2 separate regions of the Mus musculus genome follow, and region 2 is linked to region 1. The links are chromatin contacts, called in public Hi-C maps. All regions are on one chromosome and are shown on one strand. Each heading gives the region's core, a stretch centred on a gene start, on an enhancer-like site or on the middle of the called end of the contact. The rest is flanking DNA. Distances are from core to core; before and after follow the strand shown.

What was found. A called contact is a pair of places that touch in the nucleus more often than the background predicts.
Region 2: a Hi-C map of cerebellar granule neurons shows a contact between it and region 1, with 1.8 times the contacts expected there. The contact joins two enhancer-like sites. A contact is called at or near these places in 12 of 484 Hi-C or Micro-C datasets (the HPC-5 cell line, the HPC-7 cell line, Sertoli cells and 9 more), 4 of 115 datasets of contacts at active chromatin or transcription factors (double positive thymocytes, embryonic stem cells and oligodendrocyte precursor cells) and 1 of 9 other capture datasets (embryonic stem cells).

Annotation. Positions count from the first base shown.
Region 1 is chr11:119,628,473-119,633,795 of GRCm38.p6, reverse strand. The region is part of intron 1 of Rptor (regulatory associated protein of MTOR, complex 1); the gene reads right to left. Among named protein-coding and RNA genes, the nearest start is that of Rptor, 28 kb to the right of the region's middle. Within about 2 kb of position 2,450, at least 17 of the 459 cell types and tissues checked have an H3K27ac peak or open chromatin away from gene starts, as enhancers often do. A contact at or near this core is called in cerebellar granule neurons and oligodendrocyte precursor cells, where this site is marked.
Region 2 is chr11:119,764,783-119,770,105 of GRCm38.p6, reverse strand. All of the region lies in intron 6 of Rptor (regulatory associated protein of MTOR, complex 1), which reads right to left. Among named protein-coding and RNA genes, the nearest start is that of Rptoros, 67 kb to the left of the region's middle. Within about 2 kb of position 3,220, at least 28 of the 459 cell types and tissues checked have an H3K27ac peak or open chromatin away from gene starts, as enhancers often do. A contact at or near this core is called in cerebellar granule neurons and oligodendrocyte precursor cells, where this site is marked.

The DNA of each region.
Region 1 (5,323 bases), core at 1,201-3,700:
GACAGTACACGAGCTACACATGAGGAAGAAGACGTAAACCCAAGGGCTTTCCTAGTTTAACTCTGTGTGTGTGTGTGTGTGTGTGTGTGTACACAAGTGTGTAAGACAGAGTGGAAGCCTGCAGCTTCCAAGCAGCTGCTTTCGCTGCTCTCCAGTGCAGAGGCACAGACTCGGATCAGTCTACCTGCCTGGTATATTTTATTTGCAAATTCTTTTTTAAATGATTCCTTTTTATTTATCTTTTATGTACATTGGTGCTCTGCCTGTATTTATGTCTGTGTGAGGGTGTCAGATCCCCTGGACCTAGAGATAGTTGTGAACTGACATGTAGGTACTGGGAATTGAACCCAGGTCCCCTGAAAAAGTAACTAGTACATACTACTAACTGCTGAGCCATCTCTCCAGTCCCTGCAAGTTCTTTACAGTGAAGTGATTTTTATTTTTAAAAACTATACAAGATCCTAAATACTTCTACAAATTATACCTACCAGTATTCAGCATTATAGATAATACATGAAGTTTTTTCACCTTCATTAATTCACTTATAATTAATAACAAATACATCTATTGTTAACATAAATGACATATTTTTTCAAAAATCTCTATCTTGCCAAATAAAAACTTCTTTTGTGATAAGAATGGATGTTTCTCCTTTTCTGCAAATCTCTTCACTATCTGGCTTGACAGGCATCATCGGATTCTGCCTAGGCATCTGTATTGAACATGTCTCAATCTGTCACAGTTTGATATTCCAGCTGAAGTGTATAGAAAAGCCACCTTCAAACATGGAAGTGGTACTTTCTGACCGAGCGATACTCTGCAGGGTCACCCAGAATCACCTTTCACCTTGTGGTACCATCTCCACCTGCTGCTCACCTTTCCTGACAGACTGCACGGATCGTCCGGAAGCCACCAAGTCACAAGGATCACCCAAGGCTGACAGCTGTCACTACACTGTTAAATATTCATCATTGTCACCAACTACAGAGCAAAAGGAGCTTCAGACACTGGGAGCCACCAAACCCACAGTGGCAGGCTCTAGGAACTACCAAGTCCACAATGGTGGGCAAGTTTTTTAGCACTTTCCTTGGGTCACTAGGGCATCCTTGGTGTCCCAGCTGTGGCACCACTACCCTGTCCCCTGACAGAACATGAAACTGGGTTCCAGCTGGCCTGCAGCTTCAGTGTTCACACTCTCAGCTGCAGCTGGGCCAGCCTTCTTGGCATCAAAGCCTCTGCATGGAAAGGAGATGAGCAAACCCCGGTCCGTCTGTACTGCAAGTCTGCCCTGAGAGCAAGAGAACACCTACAGATGCAACACAGGAGGGCAGAAAGTGGAGGCTGAGGAAAGCCAACCAAAGAGAGGAGGCAAAGGCTAGAACCTGGCAGAGTAAAAGCAGACATAAGAAAAGGTCCAAACAGCCCCTGTCATTCCCTGTCACCCGGTCATTCCGTCATTCCATCATTCCCTGGCATTCTCTGTCATTCCCTGTCATTCCCTGTCGTTCCCTGGCTAGTGCAGTCTCTTCTCTGATGATCCCTCCACACTCATGATCCCACAGCCTTTCCTCTCAGCAAACTGATCATTAAGCTTCAAGTAGGTTTGGGATACATGAAAGCCTGTCTCAACTACACCAAAATAAATAAGCAAATTAAAGCTTCAAAAGAATACAGATTTTTCTAAAGTATGTTAAACAATTATAGCCACTAAATTTTTTAGCAAATACTTAAAAAGAACAAATTTCTTGAGAAACATAACCAAAACTGACTCATGAGGCCATAGCAGACATGAAGCCTCCCAATAACCATTTAAAAGCAAATCATAGGTATAAAAAAAGTTATTCCACGGAAGAAACTAAAGACCCAGATGACAAGTTCCACAAATACTGCTCTAAGTCTAAAGACAGAAGAAACAAAAAAAAGATTCCCCAAGGTCCTATCTCTAAAGTAGCACAGCTTTGGTATTAAAACATAGCAAACTGCCAAGGGGCTCACCTGAGCTGCTAAGCAAAAAAGATGGTGGAGGGGAGGAGACTAAGCTTTAGTACTGCAACAAAACCTTTAGCCAAGGACCAAGCTAATCCAGGCCAGGCCCAGTCACTAAGAACAGGTGCCCTGCCGCCTGCAGACACACCAATGCACACACAGCACTAGCTGTGCATGCACTGCACCACATCAACAAGGCAAATGGCACGCACACAGTTAGACGACTCAAATCCAAACAGCTCTTGTTACTATGAAAACAACTCTTACTAGCTCTCTGGCCATTCCATAGTGCTGTTTGATAAAGTCATCCAGAACTCACCCCTTCTTGCTAGTCTAGGAACTCTGACCTGCTCTGGAGCACAGCCTGTTGGCAAGTGTCAGGCCTGTCATCCCAGCACTCAGCAGGTTGGGGCAGGAGGATTGCCAAGAGCTCAAGGCCAACCTGAGCTATAGAGTAAGAGACCCTATGGCAGAGAAAGAGAGAGTAAACAGTGCTCACTTTGCAAGTTAAAGAAGAGGCCTCATCCTACCACAGGATTCCCAGTGAGCTTCAAGATTAGTAGAAGGAAGGGAGGGAACTGCCATTACCCTCAGAACAACACGACTCTGTTTACAGAAATCCAAACAGATATGTAGACAAACACTCAGTCAGAGTCAAAGGCTTCCAGACACAGCATGTAAAGAGAAGCTGTATTGATTCCTAAGCAACAAAACAAACAAAAGAGGTAAAATTTCTAGGAATTATCCAATAAAAGATATGAAGGGCCTCTACGTGGAAATTTAAAAGCTTGAAAATGTGAAGAGGTGGACAACTCCATCTGTGATTTATCCACTGGCTTAAGATCTGTGTGGAAATAAAATGCAAAAGGGCACACACGATGAAGAACAACCTATCTGGACTTCTTTCCAATTTCAGGAAGCCACAGAGAGCACAACTGAGGCTCCCAGAACAACCTGAGATGGGGCCAAACCAGGCCGGTGACAGGGAGTCCTGCAGACTGAAGCAAAGGAGCCTGACACATGGGTCTTCTCAGAGACAAAACGAGACTGGGCCCTTGCCTCACCCACATCTAAAGCCAATGTCTACTAAGGAACAGTCTGGCTCTGTAATTCATTATAAAAGCCGGGTGGACACTTCTGACGGTGACAAGACTGTCGCATGTAACAAGAATTACCTGGGCCTACCAACACTCATCCTGATCAGGAAGCTAAATGTAAGCAGCAAAACTATAACGCTCCCTAGCATTAAAAAACAGACACAAGAGGGTCTCTGTGGGCTCCAGGCCAACCTGATCTACAGTCAGTCCAAGCTAGCCAGGGCTGCAGAGTGGGATCCTGTCCAATAAAAAAGAAAAGAAAAGAATCAAAACCAAAACCAAAAACACTATCAAGCATTAAGAATTAAAAGACATCGGATATACAGGGGAATGCCAGAGCCAGGAGGCAGGAGTGTGTGGGTTGGGGGGAGGGGGCAATGTTAAGGGGACTTTCGGGAAAGCATTTGAAATGTAAATGAAGAAGATATCTAATTTAAAAAAAAAAAGGGTGGGGACGGGGACATAGGATAAAATCCTAACCTCAAAATTGAGAAGAGATCTTTAGCAAATGTTTAAGCCCCAGGAAAAACTAACTCTAAAGAGAGCCACAGCAGCAGAGCTTGCTTCTGTTAATCCAAAGAGATCCTGAGAAGATGGAAAACTCATGTCCACAGTGAGAGACATCCACACTGCACCCCTGTCAAAAGGCTGTGCTCCAGAGCAGGTCAGAGTTCCTACTAGACTAGCAAGAAGGGGTAAATTCTGGATGACTTTATCGAATGGCCAGAGAACTGTCAGAGAGCCACAAGGAAGATGGAGAGCCTCTGCTACCACCCAGCCATCTGTGACAGAGTCTGACACCTGAATTCCCATGCTCACTCAGCATTTGTTACAACAGCCGTGACATGGAAGTGACCTGAGTGTCCATTAGCAGGCAAACAGAGGAGAAACAGAAATGTGGTGTGTACATATATCAGATACTACTGAGCCACAAAGAAGGAATCCAGTTGTATGTTGTTCAATGCAGTAAGCCAGGCACAGGAAGATAACCATACACACCACATGACCTCATTTTTATGTGTCAGGTAGTAGTGGCAGAGGCGGGATCTGGGGCACTAGGAAGACAACGGTGGAAGGGTGACATCTCAACACCAAGGAGTAAGTTCTGAGATGCACTGCACAGTACCGCAACTGCAGATAGTGGTAAAACCCTGCCTGTGTGCTGCTGTTGTGGGAAGCTTGCTTAAATCTGGGGCCTGCCTTATACTAGGCAAGCATTCTACCTGAGCTGCCTCCCAGCCCTGAATGACAGGCATTTACTCAATCACTCCAGTGTGCATACATCAAACAGTATGCCCCATAAAGTACAATTACTTATAAGAAAAAAATAAGAACTAAAATCACAGCAGCATACCTACTCACAAGAACGATCACAGTGAAAGTAGCCCTGTTGCTGGAACAGGAGCCCAGAGCCACCAGCACCGAAGGAGGAAGTAGAGCAAGTCTCGTAGCCATGCCTGTTAAAACCCAACCCTGCAAACCTGAAATTGCAGTACCTGGCAAATGCCCTAAGCAAAGGTCATGGGAGCTTGGTATCTATCAGCATCACTGATAACATTTAAAACATCTTATGTTCTGGGACAATGGACAGTATGGTGTAACTTTAATATTTTTAAATCTTATTTTTAATGATGGTTCTTAAAGGATACGGGGAAGTGGACCTGTCTGGAAAGGATACGGGGAAGTGGACCTGCCGGAAAGGACACGGGGAAGTGGACCTGTCTGGAAAGGATACGGGGAAGTGGACCTGCTGGAAAGGACACGGGGAAGTGGACCTGTCTGGAAAGGACACGGGGAAGTGGACCTGCTGGAAAGGACACGGGGAAGTGGACCTGCCGGAAAGGATACGGGGAAGTGGACCTGTCTGGAAAGGATACGGGGAAGTGGACCTGTCTGGAAAGGATATGGGGAAGTGGACCTGTCTGGAAAGGACACGGGGAAGTGGACCTGCCGGAAAGGATACGGGGAAGTGGACCTGTCTGGAAAGGATACGGGGAAGTGGACCTGCTGGAAAGGACACGGGGAAGTGGACCTGTCTGGAAAGGATACGGGGAAGTGGACCTGCTGGAAAGGACACGGGGAAGTGGACCTGTCTGGAAAGGACACGGGGAAGTGGACCTGTCTGGAAAGGACGCGGGGAAGTGGACCTGCTGGAAAGGACACGGGGAAGTGGACCTGCTGGAAAGGTTCTTTTGGAGCAACTCCCATCTGTGTTGTCTGGAAATCAGCAGTTCAATCTA
Region 2 (5,323 bases), core at 1,971-4,470, 140 kb before region 1:
GCTGGGAAGAGAGCACCATCCTTACAGGGCTGCAGAGAAACTGACTCACCCAAGGGGAAAAATGGACCAGAGACCACTCAGACTCCCAGAGCCAGACCAACATCGGTTCCTTCTAACAGACCACCATCAGTGTCCCTTCACAGGAGAGGTGGACAAGCAAGGAAGGATACACAGCAAGGCAGCATCGTGCAGGGAAGGCTACCTTCCCTGGCCACCAGGGGCAGCCTGAGGAGAGCTCGGCTGCACAATGGAATTCTAAAGGCACAAGTTCCTACCACACAGCAGAACCCAGTTGTCAGAGGCCACAGCACTAAGTGTTCGGTTCCAACTCTGGCCAGTAGTAGTTAGTGGTCTGATCAGTCCTCAGTGTATAGAGGCCCCATTGGCTTACCTTGGAGGGAGGCATAGGCATAAATCAAAATAAAGGGAGGTGCTTTCCAACAAGCTTCCAGGCTAACAACAGGCATGGAAGTAAGAAAGCAAAAGCGACCCATGAAAGGCCTGCCTCTCCATGCACTCACAGAATATACTGCTCCCCACAAGCACACATACTAAAGCCTGGTGCTAGAGATGCAGAAGTCAGACCGGACTGCAGCACCTCTTACCTAAAGTGCCTCCAGCAGTCCCCCTGAGGGGTGCTGGTGACAAACTGTGGTGAAGCTGCAACAGCAGGAGCCATGAATAGGGCCCAGTTTCAGCCAGGTAACCTCATCCCCATACAGCTCAAAATGCCACAGTCTCTGACAGTAGAGATCTGTGACAGATCCTCTGTGCCTGATAACACCATGCTAGAGGGTTCTGCTACTAGGAATGGCGTGTTACCAAGTGCAAAGATGAAATTATTACAGCAGAGTAATGATGATGACCAGTCCTGAAAGTCCAGAGAGTCCTGGGTTCAAATCCCAGCTTTGCCACTGTCCAATTGGAGGACACAGTGGCTAACTTCTCATATCCAGCTGGGTTTTTTTGTTGTTGTTGTTGTTGTTGACTTTTTTGTTTTTTGTTTGTTTTTTCCAGACAGGGTTTCTCTGTGTAGCCCTGGCTGTCCTGGAACTCACTCTGTAGACTAGGCTGGCCTTGAACTCAGAAATCCGCCTGCCTCTGCCTCCCAAGTGCTGAGATTAAAAGTGTGCGCCACCACCGCCTGGCTATATCCAGCTGTTTTAACCCATAAAATGAAGATAACAGATATTTAAAACCAGAATTATATCGATTAAACAAAAGGCCTTAATTTGGTATATAAGGGAAACCCAACACAATTAATTTCTCTCCTGCACTCACTCCTCATCAGTGAAGAGACAGCTAGAAATGAGATGGTGAGTCTTTGGCTGACATTCCGGCCTGGGGGCAATGACGCAGGAGAAGGAAGTGATGCTGAGAGGACTCAGGTGGGAGCTGCATGTCCACCATTGGAGGAGAGCCAAGAGCCCATAGAAGGGTCAGGGCAGGAAGGATGGCTCCAGAGCCAAACAGCGTCACCAGCTAGACCTTGGGGAGATCCAGGACTAGGGCAAGAGGGAGGACTGAAGGCAAGGGTTTATGTTTACTTAAGAATCAGCAGCAGGGGCTGGTAGCTGATCCTGAGCTGAAGTAGCTGAGCGGTAGACTGCACTTCTGCCATGCATGAAGCTCAGGGTTCAAAACATACAGACACACACACTCACGAACACTCACAGACACAGATATATGTGGACACATGTGGACACACAGACAAAGACACATACACACAAACACACATGGATACATACATAAAAACAATCGGTGATAGGTACCAACTTTGGCTCAGGGCTTAGGATCTAGGGACGTACTCTTGAGCAGGCTCCTTAAGGTCCGTAAGTATTGTGAGGTAAATGCTAGAGAGCCCAGGAGCGAGCATCTTGTTCCTACTCTGGCAGTTCTTATGCCAAATGACCAGGAAGAGTCCCAAACAGACCCTCCCGTGAAAGCGACTCCTCACAAGGCAGTCGCAATGTGTGGTCTGCACCACACACCCACCCCTGCTACCTTATGCCAGGGAGATAGCTTTTAATTTACACTTCATTCATTTGCCCTATTTCTCTTTCTCATTGCTTAGCTTCTTTACTCCAGGAGAGTGCATATGGATGAGGGTAACATGCTCCTAATGGAGTGCTTTCCTGCCTTGAACTGTGTGTGATGCCCAAGCAGCCCGTGGTGCTCACTCCTGTGAAGCAGAGGCTAAGATGCTTTTTGCCTCTTCAGCTTTCCCAGCAAGGAGTCTCCTTTGAGCCTGAGGTGGACAGAGGCCCCCTTATCTCAGCTGCTCCGAGCCAACAGCACAGCAGCATGGCTTCTTAAAGAGCCATACAGTGTCTGGCCTCTTCAGTCCCGACATGCTGCTCATGCTCTGGCAGAGCCTACTGCACCAGCCGTGGTTCCCACCGCATGCTTCCCACACTGTGCGAGGAGGGCACTGCTCATCCGCCCTAGACTACATCTCTAGCTTTCAACACTCTAGACTGCAGAGAACATCTGCTAGCACCTGGACCTTGGGCTTCCTGCCTCCAGACTGACAGCAATACATTTCTATTATTGATAAATCAGCTTCTCTTGTATGTAGGGATGGCAGGTGAACATACAGGGGCATACGTGTGATATAATTTAGTCATGCTCAGGGGCTGCACCCTGTTTCTTGGGTTGTGGGGACCATGTCTGCCCTCACTCAAAGGTCCGGCTGCACTAAGTTGTCTCTATCCTCTAAGCTTGACTTCAGGCCCATGGCCAGGATAGGAACATCTACTCAGAACACCCTCCTCCAACTGCCCCTTCTAGGACAAGCTCTCCATCACAGGAAGCCCCAACAGAGAAGACACTGTGCTCTCTCCCTGCTTATTGCCAAAGGACTGATAGAAGCGTGTCCCTCTCCATTAAGTCCCCAATCCCAGCAGACAACCACTTGGACTCATAAATCCTTATCATTTGCATACTCTGCAGGCTACTTGCAACACAGAGACATTACCTCATGGATAATGGAGACAAAGGCTAACAAAAGCAAGGGCTAGTGTGACTGTGGCACTAGCCACATGGTGCATGGAAGTGGCTTTTGAAGCCTATTTAAGCCTGTTCTGTGTCACGAACAGGGGCATCAGTAGTATGAATAGCAAGAAGTCAGGAAAACAGAGGATCATTGTCTGCAGGATACATTCAGAACAAAAACAAAACAAAACAAAAAACAACGGAGCGGTGCTGTGCCACCATCTGCACAGGTCCTATGTGACAGCACAGTCCTGGCATGCCATAGATGTCATCTGAGAGGCACCTCAATGCAGTGTATGTGAAAGGAAATGAGGCAGCTTCTACAGCCACCACCAGAAAAGTACCCCTGACTATTCACTGACACAAGTGTCCATGACTGAATACAGAGCTGCAAACATCAATGTACTTTAATGGAACTCGGCAATATCGCTGATAACAGGTGTCAGCCTAGGCACACTACGTGCACATAAGTCAGACGAGCAGAAGCACATTAAAGATACACACCGGCAGGTAACAGCCCAGGAGCGACTGTTCCCTAAGCATGAGATCATTTAGCTGCTTTGCGGCACAATTTCCAACAAGCACCGGAACTAATTTGAAACAAGGTGATGATGGTTTGTATCCTAAGCAGACAGTAAGTTGTTCTGCCATTGTCTGAAGCCAGACAGGAGGATGGGGGGGGGGTGTGGGGAGGGAGCTGCTCTCCTAGAGTCCCACACAGTCACAGTACAGTGAAAACCCTACTGTGAGCTGAGCTGCACGCAACCACAATCTCTTTTGTACATGCTCCTGTAGATAGAGGAGTGTGTTCTGGCCACATGCTGCCCTTCAGCCATACTCATGCAACCTCAGGTGCTAGGCAGTCGGCACTGACAGGACTCCATTGCACTACACTGCTCACCGAGAATGACCCGCACACTGTGTTCCATTTTAGATTAGCATAGGAGAGGAGTGTGAGCCAAAAGAAAATCACCACAAGTCAGGAGTCAGAAGTCAAAGACACCTGTTCTGTAGATAAAACATTCACTCACTACACATCTCTGGAGAAACAGCACACACTGCAAAGGACACGGGTCCTAAAGCTGCGTCAGCGCAGTCCCTACAGAAGCAGCGGCCTGGAGGCTACTACTGCTGCTTCCACTACTGGGCCCCAAACTGGGCCTTGTGAGAGCTGAGTAGATGTGAAAGACGCTGGGCTTTAAAAATGCTGCTACTTTCCTGTCTACTGTTTCACCTACATGGGTGACCAGAAGAAATGTCCATGTCCTCTCCTGTGTGTACATAGCTCAAAGACACCTCCAGGTCCTACCAGCACACCTGCACTGACTCTCAGTTCTGGACACTGAAAGTCTCAAACCAGAGAGTCCTCTCCAGTGGTCCCGTGAGGTCTGTGACCTGTATGCTGTTTCTTCACTCAGATATATATGCATACATTTACATGACTAGTACTGCACAATATTTGTGTTTAATAAAAAGTAATGCACTATAAATCTAATACTGTTTCTTATTTTTTCACTCAACATTCTACATTTAAAAACACTTAAATCAACTTTAATGAGATACAATTTGCATACGATAAAATAAACCAGTTTGAGACTTCAGTTTGCAGCAGTACTGTTAAGCTTCTGTCGTCCCCACAGTCCACACAGATGACATCCCATTGCCCCTTACTGCATCTGGAGACAATCTTGTGCGTGTGTGTGTGTGTGTGTGTGTGTAGTGTATGAGTGTGTGAGCATGAATGTGCATGTGCACATCTGAGAGTGTGTGTGTGAACACATGCATGCACGCCTGATCCCATCACAGCTGCGGCTGCCTTACCTTTGCGTCCTCTGGTCCCTGGCTAGCCTTCCTGAGTTTAATATAATGGAGACCCACCATCATCCTCACAGCGTGCAGTGGTGCAGCTGCTCTTGGTCCAGCAGCAGCTGTTACCAATAACTTGCTGTAAGGGTGGAAACCCCATTTCATCCAGCCTTCTAGCTCTCCCTGGCTCTCAGAGGAAGAACAGGGTTAACTGTTCCGTAAGGCGTAAGTGAGGTGCAAGGTAGTCTCTGTCTTTGATTTTTTTTTTTTCTTCTCCATATACAGCTTCTACCACCAATTCTTGAAAAACAGTCCTTCCCCATGAAACCATTTAGGCACCTTTGTGCAGTGTGTACACGGCATGACTGTCTTGTGACAATGGCTTTACGCTGAGTCCAAACTGTCCTCACCATGCCCTCTGTGCTTCTATGTAAGGTTTAAAGCCAAGACTTTGACTGGGACAGCAAAGATCAAGTTGGAGAAAATTAACGTTTAAGAATACTGAATTTTGGCTGGATATGGT